Linked DNA regions of Mus musculus: all the other regions are linked to region 2. Evidence: chromatin contacts called from public HiChIP or PLAC-seq and capture Hi-C data. All regions are on one chromosome and are shown on one strand. The core of a region is the stretch at or near the end of the contact, and the rest is flanking DNA. Distances in the headings are between cores, read along the strand shown. Region 1 holds the start of Slc5a11 (solute carrier family 5 (sodium/glucose cotransporter), member 11). Region 2 holds the start of Nsmce1 (NSE1 homolog, SMC5-SMC6 complex component). Region 3 holds the start of Tnrc6a (trinucleotide repeat containing 6a).

What was found. HiChIP or PLAC-seq counts read pairs in DNA pulled down with a chosen protein or histone mark. Capture Hi-C pulls out chosen DNA fragments and counts their contacts.
Region 1: a capture Hi-C map of embryonic stem cells shows a contact between it and region 2, with 5 times the contacts expected there. The contact joins the promoter of Slc5a11 here to the promoter of Nsmce1 in region 2. A contact is called at or near these places in 3 of 39 promoter capture datasets (cranial neural crest, hippocampal neurons and stem cell-derived epiblast-like cells), 2 of 115 datasets of contacts at active chromatin or transcription factors (large pre-B cells and stem cell-derived neural progenitor cells) and 1 of 9 other capture datasets (embryonic stem cells).
Region 3: a contact with region 2 is called in an H3K4me3 HiChIP or PLAC-seq map of embryonic hindbrain, with 15 times the contacts expected there. The contact joins the promoter of Tnrc6a here to the promoter of Nsmce1 in region 2. A contact is called at or near these places in 3 of 39 promoter capture datasets (cranial neural crest, liver and pre-B cells), 1 of 484 Hi-C or Micro-C datasets (B cells) and 3 of 115 datasets of contacts at active chromatin or transcription factors (astrocytes, embryonic hindbrain and large pre-B cells).

The regions. Positions count from the first base shown.
Region 1 is chr7:123,213,067-123,216,246 of GRCm38.p6, reverse strand. It overlaps Slc5a11 (solute carrier family 5 (sodium/glucose cotransporter), member 11), which reads right to left and starts at 1,381. Exons shown (of 17, transcript NM_146198.2): 1 at 1,250-1,381.
Region 2 is chr7:125,490,143-125,493,193 of GRCm38.p6, reverse strand. It overlaps Nsmce1 (NSE1 homolog, SMC5-SMC6 complex component), which reads left to right and starts at 1,751. Exons shown (of 8, transcript NM_026330.4): 1 at 1,751-1,781.
Region 3 is chr7:123,122,259-123,125,206 of GRCm38.p6, reverse strand. Tnrc6a (trinucleotide repeat containing 6a) reads right to left here and starts at 1,322. Exons shown (of 24, transcript NM_144925.3): 1 at 875-1,322; 2 at 492-539. The coding sequence starts at 879.

The DNA.
Region 1 (3,180 bases), core at 132-2,631, 2.3 Mb after region 2:
ATCCGTCCATCCATGATCCACCTATATATCCAGCCAGACATCCAACAAGGACTATCTGAGCATCCTAGTGTGCCAACCACTATATCTAAGAACCAAAGATGTCATAGCATGCAAGCATCTATCAAATAATTGACCATGTCTTTCTCAGTTCCCCACATCTATTCACCTGCAGTTCTATTTTCCTCTACTTCCAAAACATGCCTTGAACCTGTCCGTGTTCCTTAAGTCACCTTCATCCTAACAAACCACCTTCACTTATGTCCAGCCCAGATCAAGGAGCTACTCTCTTCCTGCCTGCTGCCTCCTTAGATTCCTCCTTAGATTTCTCCCTGTTATGGAAGCCAGAGAAGAATCTGAACACAAAACAATTCACTTGCTTGTTTCCATCCATTCTTTGAAAGCTTGCTTACGAGCTCAGGGTCCTTGGCTTCCATTCCCTGTCCCACCTATAGATCCCATCTGCCCTCTCCGGGCCTCATTCTAAGTCAGGACCCTTTCATATCAAATGGCATTTTGCTCACAGTATAATGAAACCTAGCACATGGTTGGTAGAACTCTCCCGTACTTCCTTGTCTCACAGTAATGTGAGCAGAAGGAAGGCAGAGGTAACTAGCCCGTCTTATCTTGTGCCCCCAAAGCAGACACTCCATAAACACCAATCTTCCAAACAAATATCCCAGAAGGGCAGCCCTTGTCAAATGCAGAGTTCCAGAATCAGCTATCAACCATCCTTTCAGACCATCAGCTTTGCCCTGTTCACTTGTGTCACCTTGAACAAGTTGTTCAGTGGCCTTAAGGGACATCTGTTTAACCACCCTCCCTAGCAGCTGTGCAGTTGGAAGAGATCCAGCCCCTTAGGTGGGCTGTGCAGGTAGGGCATGCCTTTGCCTTGCTAATTAACAGCAGCAGGATAGCCTTCCAGATTCCTGGGACCTGCGATGCTTTCCCCTTCCTTATCGCTGCAGACTCCTCTGCCACACCTGAGGGCTGGGCCAGGCTGACCTCCAAATTCTCATCTGACAAAGAAAGAACATGAAGCTTTTGTGCCTCAGTGTTCCTGAGTAGAAGAGCTGAGACCCCTGGCCTATGCTGTCAGCTGCTGACACCACCCCAAACCACACTCTGTAGGCCAGGAGCAAACGAAACTTCTCAGATGAGAGCTAGGCCAGAGTGGTTATCCAGTCCTCGGACCCAAGGAGCTTCCCAGTTTAGACAGTGGGTGTCTCAGGGAGGAAGGAGGGAATCTTACCTTCTTCAGGATGCAGGCTCTACTGCCCTAGGGTCTCGGGGACTTCAGAGGCCGAAGGCAGTGGCTGTGCAAAGGGAGACCCCTGGGATGTCCTGTCCTTTGCAGCAGGGAGCAGCAGAGGACAGCAGAGACCCTGCCTTCTTGCCTGCTGCTGAGAAAGGTTCCACAAAGGTCAAACTCCAAACTCTAGCCTCAGCTGCAGCAGCAGTTTAAAGGAAGCCTGGATGATCTCTCCAGAACCCTTGAACTCTGAGCAGGCCCCGTGAGGAAAGGGGCCTGCCCTGCCCTCATTGGGCCTTGGCCAGTGCCCTTACCTGGCAGGGGGCCCATGGCCTGGAGAGGCAGGGGAGACTGGAGCCTGGGTCCTGGGCTGCCTCGCTCACTCACTCTCCCTCCCGCCCGCCTCCCCTCCACTCTGGGAGCAGGCAGCCTTAAGACAGCTGGAGGAGCAGGGGGAGAAGGGGGTGCAGGAGATAAAAGGGACACGCCCAGAAGAGCAGCAGCCCCAGTGCAGCAGCAGCTGTGTTTAGTCTCAGACCAAGGCAGGACAGACACACAGCATCCAGACTAACTGTCAGGAGGAAACAAGCCCTGGACAGAGCTCCCACAGCTCAGGGCTCCAGGGCAGGCAGGGGAAGAGCTGTGAGGCTTCCAGCTGCTCAGGGCTGCAAACAGTTTCATTTCATTCCTAGCATTTGCAGGCTGCTACGCTGAAGTCACTGTCAGTGTTACTGGGTGAAAAATCACTTAGGAGACACCTGAGAATGTGTCTGTCAGGGTGTTTCCAGAGAGGTTTATCCAGGGGAATCTACCCTCAATGTGGGCAGCAGCATCCTATGGGATGGGTTAAAAGGAAAACAAAAGAGGAGGACTGTGCAAGCCCAAGAACCTGAGTTTGGATCCCCGGTACCATGTGATGTCTGTAACCCCAGCACTAGGGGCTTGGGGCCAGGAGGATGGCATGCTCACTGACCAGCCCATCTACCAATCAGTACACTTCAATTTCAGTGACTGTCTCAAAAATGAGGAGGCAGAGGGGTGTAGAGGCACATGTCTTAATCCCAGCATTCCAGTGGCAGGGGCAGAGAGGCAGAGAGGCAGAGAGAGAGGCAGTGAGGCAGAGAGGCAGAGAGGCAGAGAGGCAGAGAGGCAGAGAGGCAGAGAGGCAGAGAGGCAGAGGCAGAGAGGCAAAGGCAGAGGCAGAGAGGCAGAGGCAGAGGCAGAGGCAGAGAGGCAGAGAGGCAGAGAGAGAGGCAGAGAGGCAGAGAGGCAGAGAGAGAGGCAGAGAGGCAGAGAGAGAGGCAGAGAGGCAGAGAGGCAGAGAGGCAAAGGCAGAGGCAGAGAGGCAGAGGCAGAGGCAGAGGCAGAGGCAGAGGCAGAGGCAGAGGCAGAGGCAGAGGCAGAGGCAGAGGCAGGCAGAGAGCTCTGTGAGTTTGAGGCCTGCCTGGTCTACATAGTGAGTTCTAGTACAGCCAGAGCTAAAGTAACATTCCATCTTGAAAATAATATCATCATTATCATTACCATCATCATCATGTAGTAAATGATAAAGGAAGGCTCCTCAATTCACCTCTGGTCTCCACATATGTAAATGGTTGAGTGCACCCACACACATTGCACAACACACACACACACACACACACACACACACACACACACACACATAAAGAGTGAGCTGAGCACATTCATCCCTCCCTGCCTTGGTGCCTCATGCTGCTGCTGCTTTCTGTACCTACTTCGTCACCACAGCCTAACTCGATTTAGTTTGAGACTCCACTCTGAATTTCCCACCTTTCTAGAATAAAATAAAGATCGGGCCATAGACTCTGCAATGGTCCCAAGGTCAGAGCCTGCCAGAGAGAAGGATTTCCAGAAGGAGAAGGAGAAGGAGAAGGAGAAGGAGAAGGAGAAGGAGAAGGAGAAGAAAGAAG
Region 2 (3,051 bases), core at 502-3,001:
GAGACATCCCCTTGACTTTGAATACTGACAATGGTTTGAAAGGCTTTTTAAGACTTCAGGGCAAACCAACTGTTCGAGCTTCCCATGAGGGCTGTTTTCAGAGTTTATACAAAGTTTTTTGTCATTGATAGTTCAGTTACCAAGAATTTATTATTCACCCCACCCCCAGTGGCTCACAGTTCATCTTCATAACCCTGTCCTCAGTTTGATACTATGGTTCTTTATAAATGGCCAGGATAAGGCTAGGGCTGGCGGAGTGCTTTGTCCTAGAGATGAGAGAGTTTGGGTTCAAGAACCAGGATTTGACCTTGGCCTTCCACCTCCAGAGATGAAGCTTTTAATGACCTCTGTATTGTTAGTCTCCCTACTCAGTTGAAGAGCTCTCCAGAAGATAAGAAGCTGTCCAAGACTCCAGGGGTGGTGAGAGGCCATGTATGTTTTCAGAGATTGGACTGTGCACTTCGTACGGTTGTATAATTAGTCACTTTTCCTGGGCGAGGCTGCATTTCCAGCTCTGAGACGTGCATCTGGAATTCTCGGAAAGGAAAAGCCTTGAGCAGGCAGAAGTGATTTCTTTGAAGTTACCCTTGTGGCAATTTCATCAGGCCTCACAATTCTTAGATGAGAGTGGCTAAGGCAGTACCACACCACACTTCTCGGCGGCCGTCCTAGTTTTCCCTGCACATTAGTAAAAAGTTTCTGCCCCAGGTAGTAAATGTCTCCGCTGACGTAATAAGCCAGATCATGCTGAATTAAAAATATAAAAGCAGGTTTACCGGGAGCAACTCTCGGGCAGTTTCAACGGTCTCAGAGAACGAGGCCAAAGAAGTCGCCATGAGACCCGGAGAAAAAGAGCCTAGCAAAAGAGAAACAGAAGGCAGAGCGACAGAGAAGAGAGTCCTAGGATGGCTGGGGTGGAGGCCTTTTCTCCACAACACGCACCTGGGTGAAGACTTAAGCAGCCGCTAGGTCCCTGAGAGCAGGCCAGAGGGGTCACCTGCATAGGAACAATTAGTTCTTTTAAATCTCTTATTCAGGACTGGTGTGTGTGTGTGATCGTCTCTTATGCTTTTTCCTCTGTGTGTGTGTGTGATCGTCTCTTATGCTTTTTCCTCTGTGTGTGTGTGCTGCATAGGAACAATTAGTTCTTTTAAATCTCGTATTCAGGACTGGTGTGTGTGTGTGTGTGAGATCGTCTCTTATGCTTTTTCCTCTGTGTGTGTGTGCCAGAGGTCTACGCAAGATGTGGTTCCTCGGAAGGCCTCCACTTTGTTTTTTGATACAAGGTCTCTCTTTGCCTGGGCAGCAAGCACTTTACAGATTACGCTCGCGGACCCCAGAACCGGCTGTTTTAACTCCACTTAGTAGCTCCATGAAAGGTCACCGCTCAACCAGTAGCGGCAGAGCCAAGTTTCTAGCTCAGGCCACAGGAAAACAAAAGCCATTCTTCGTCTCCAGTCTAAAGCCTGCAGTAGTTTTACTACGACACAGGCCGTGGGCCGTGGATCGTCCCGCCGTGGGTTCTCCTCCAGCGAGCGAGAGGCGGGGGCGGCGGAAGCCGTTCCGGGAAGTACGAAAACCGCGCGGGAAACCGCGTAGCTCAGAAGGCGGCTCACAGGTGCCAAGGCGCCATAGCAACAGAGCGGGCGGGGAAAACGGAAGTACTCCGCTGGTGAGCGGGAGAATGCGCGTAGCCCACCAGTAGGAGCTCCAGTCTGGCGATCTCTCCGCCCTGGAGGCGGGCTCCGATATGGCTTCCGGCGTGATCTCGCTGGTTTGCGGTACGTATGAAGGCTTTGGGGTGCTGCGGGGACCAGAGCGGGCATCTGTGGGCAACGGGATCGACCATGGGGTCGGCGCGGGCTTTGGCGCTGACGAGATATTGAAGCCCGCAAAAGGCAGGGGTTGGAACAGCTCTATAACAACATAAGTTGTTTATTTGTTAATTTAAATTTTAAAAAATTGTCTTTTCGAGACATGCTCTCACCATGTAGCCTAGGCTGACCTGGAACTCCTGTAGCTCCTGACTCCCGATCGCCTGATGGGTCAGGCGGAGAAAGTGTGCCTTGTCACTGACACTGTTTGGTGACAGCCACTTGTACCCTTCTGTTCAAAACGACCACACCCTCCCCTTGCGTGCCCCGCCTCCCCACTCCCCCCCCCCCTTTTTGTTTTGTTTGTGGAGCCAGCATTTGAAAGCCTGAGGCTAAATGTGTTCAGAATCATCCGTTTGTCCGATTTTGGAAAAGTATAGGATTCCTGTGCTCTGTGTTTTGTTGCATTTCGTACTGATAACCATAAATAACACCTCTAACCCAGACCAAGACTGGAGAAGTCTAGAGAAGGAACCTAGATCATGGTTTGTTCTGTCTGTCTGCCTATCATCTACCTACCTATCTAAGCAATCTATCTAATCATCTGTGGTTATGTTTTCTAGACAGGTTTTCTCTTTATTGCCGTGGTTGTCCTGGAATTCACTCTGTAAATTAGGTTGGCCTTGAACTCAGATCTGCCTGCCTCTATCTCCCATGTGATGAGATTAAAGGTGTACACCACCACTGCCCAGCAACCACGGTTGGGACTGGCAGTGCCTTAAAAGAAACTGCTTTTGCAGTACTGTCCGTCACTATCGCCATCACTTGTGTACCTTTGTAGCCCCAGCTCCCTCCTGGGGAACACTGTTCCTCATGAGGTTCTGGTGCGTTTCAAACCAGGCTGTGCCATCAGCGGATTAACACTGCCTAGCACAGGCCACCCATGCTGTACCCAAGCATTGCTTATTCTGTAAACGCCTTGGTTTTAAAGTCCTTTGAGTGGGCTGCACCTATCTATGGTTAATCCTCTCTGCAGAGTCCCTCATTGCAGATAGTTGCCATCCTAGCCACAAACAAGCATGGCTCCTGTGATCGGTTCCACACCCATTTTCTGACCCCTTTCCCCACATCACACCATTTGAACTTTTTCTGTACCACTCTTCTCTAATTAATATTTAAGTTGTCTTTAAGTATTTTTGTTTTGTAACATACTTATGAAGATAAAATGAACACCTCA
Region 3 (2,948 bases), core at 73-2,572, 2.4 Mb after region 2:
GACTACAATGTGCAGAGACAGAGAGGAAAAAATGTGAACACATAGTATCTTTTTATAAAGGCAACAATTTAGCTACAAAGTAATAACGGGGAAGCCAAAACAGTTTGACAGCCCGCCATAAGGGCCGCCTCAATCATGAGTCACACAATGCCTGCAACCATTTACAATAGTAATTAATGCACAAGTCCCCTAATTAAATTCTAAAAGGGTGAGAATGCTTTAACTAAGTTTACAAGAACTGCCTTTTGCTTTTCTTTTTAAGAACGAACACACTCGTAATTACGCGTCTCCCTGCAATGCCCCCCCCATGCAATATTCCCTGAGGCCGTTTCTCCCGAATGTCTGTTCCGTGAGTGCGAAAGCAAATGACACGGGGTTGGGGGGTGGGGGTGGAGGTTGGGGGGGGGGGGTCCGTAAACCCAGGAAGAGCGAAGCAGAGTGGAAACACACGATTATAAAGGGGCGGGAGACCGAAGGCTCGCCCATCTTACCTGCTAAGATTTCTCTCTACGTCTTTGGTAGCTTTAGCTTCCAATTCTCTGAAATAGCAAACAAAAACAAACACAAAAAAAAAAAAAAAACGGGGGGAGGGGATGCGCGTGAAAACGGAGCTGCTGCGGCAGAGCGCCCGCGCGGTGGGGGAGGGGCGGGGCTGCGGGCTGCAGCGCTGCGGGCCGCCGAGCCCAGGGCGACCGAGCCCAGAGCCGTAGCCCGCGCCGGACCAAGCTTCCCGGACCGCCCGGGACTCCCGCCCACGCCCGCGTCCCCCCGGGGACTGCCCCGCGCCGCCGCCCATCAGCCCGAGGGGGTCCTGCGGCAGCGCCGGAGGCTGGCTCCTGGCCCCCCGAGCGAGCCTCCCCTCCGGTCCGCTCACCTCATGTGTGTAAAGTGCACTAGCGCGTGAGGCGCGGGGAACGAGGCTCGCGAGCCTCAAGCCCTCCGCAGCGCCGCGGGGACAGGCCCGAGCCGCTGCACCAGCGCCATTTTCTACACCGTCCCGCTGCCGCCGCCGCCGCCGCCGCCACCGCTGCCGCCGCAGGCCCCAGACCGGAAGTGAATGCCCCACTCGCAACCCCTTCCGGGGGCGCCGTGGCCCGGGAGCCCCAAGATGGAGGTCCTAGCAACTAGGCCTGCCGGACGAGGCAGCCACTTGACAACTGTCTGACGCGTCCAGGACTTCGCCGGAGCTGTCGGGGAACTCCGAGGTTCCCCACGAGCGGCTCTGGGGCCTGGCAAGAGCGGAGCGCGGCCTTTTTCGCCGAGGCTGGCTCGGGCTTGCCTCGGACCATCCCCTCCTCCTTCTTTACTGCGACACAAGTTTCCTTCCCCTCGGCCCGGCCCCTCCCTTACAGAAACACGCCTTTAAAAAAAAAAAAAAAAAAAAAATCCAGCAAACCGCAAATTCCACCCCTGCCGCTGCCAGACTAGCCCGCGCCGTTTTTTAAATTCACCCACATCTAATTACTTTTGACCTTCAGCCACATTTATTTAACCTCTCGATTTGTGCCTCTTCCCAGGTGAAGAATGCATCCCAGAAGTTTCATTTTTTTTATTTTTGTGCCTCAAATTTTTACACACCCTTGACTCAGCAATTCCACTTGCACGAATTTCTCTGCTCAAGAAATAACCATTTGGGTATCACTTTTAAGTACTTCACAATCAAGATATTAACTCAAATGCACAGGAAAGGTTGAATAACTGTAGCCAGCTACGACATCTAATGCTATGAGGTGGCATTAAACGCAGCTACTTGCAATACCTGGGGTCTTGGTTACAATAAAAGAATGGAAACGCAGATGCCATACTAGTTCTCAGAAAGACATGTGAACACCCAAAAATTCTTACATGTGAACACTGTAAGATACATGTCTGTAGGTAAAGTATGTAAGTCTACATGTAGATAAAATAAGATACAGTAATATAATACATGAAGATACAATTATTACAATTATTTTCTTAAATTACAATATAGACACATACCTGATTGTAAATACAATAAGATACATACCCAAAGGGGGATGCTGCAATATAATGCATTAAGATATTATAATGCACATAGGTACATACATATTCGGTGCATATAATGCTAGTAATCTGCACATTTCTCCTCTACTTAAAATCTACTCCCTTTTACTTTCTCAGAAAACTCGCTCTGCAGACAACCTTCTTTTGCCCTTTTCTATTCTAAGTCCTTTAACTGGTTTAAACCTGCTCCAGTCTCTCCCATGAAACAAGCTCTGTGATTGTCTGCTTCTGCTCTAGGAGAAATGTGTGTTGTAGTTAGCTAATGAGTGGATGAATGCCCAGAAAGGAACTAGCCAGCATGTTAACGTCTGTTTTGCATTTTTCTTCTTTTGGTGTTCTTAATTTTATGAACACCCTATAAACATTTTTTGGAAAAAAATTACAAATTGCAAAATGAAGAATAACAAATAAATGCTAGTAATTTTTACATTTTAATTTATTTGAGATGGGGGTCTTACTCTATATCCTTGGCTAGCCTATGTAGGCCAGACTGGACTCAAACTCAGAAATCTGCCTATCTCTCTCTCCTGAGTTCTAGTGATCTATAACACACACACACACACACACACACACACACACACACACACACACAGGATCAACTTTGGTTAGGTTCTTTGTTAAACTGATACAAGATGGAGTCATCTGAGAAAATGCCCCCATCAAATTGCTGTAGGCAACTCTATAGGCATTTTCTTGATTAATAGTTGATATGGAAGCTCTTTAGAGGCCATCCCAGGTTGTATGAGAAAGCATGCTACAAGCCATGGGGAGCAAGCCAGTAAGCAGCACACTCCTCTATGTCTCTGCTTTAGTTTCTGCCTCTAGGTTCTTGCCTTGAGTTCCTGCTCTGATTTTCCTATATGATGAACTATGAACTGTAAGCTGATAAACCCTCTCCTCCCCAATTTGCTTGTCAGTATGGT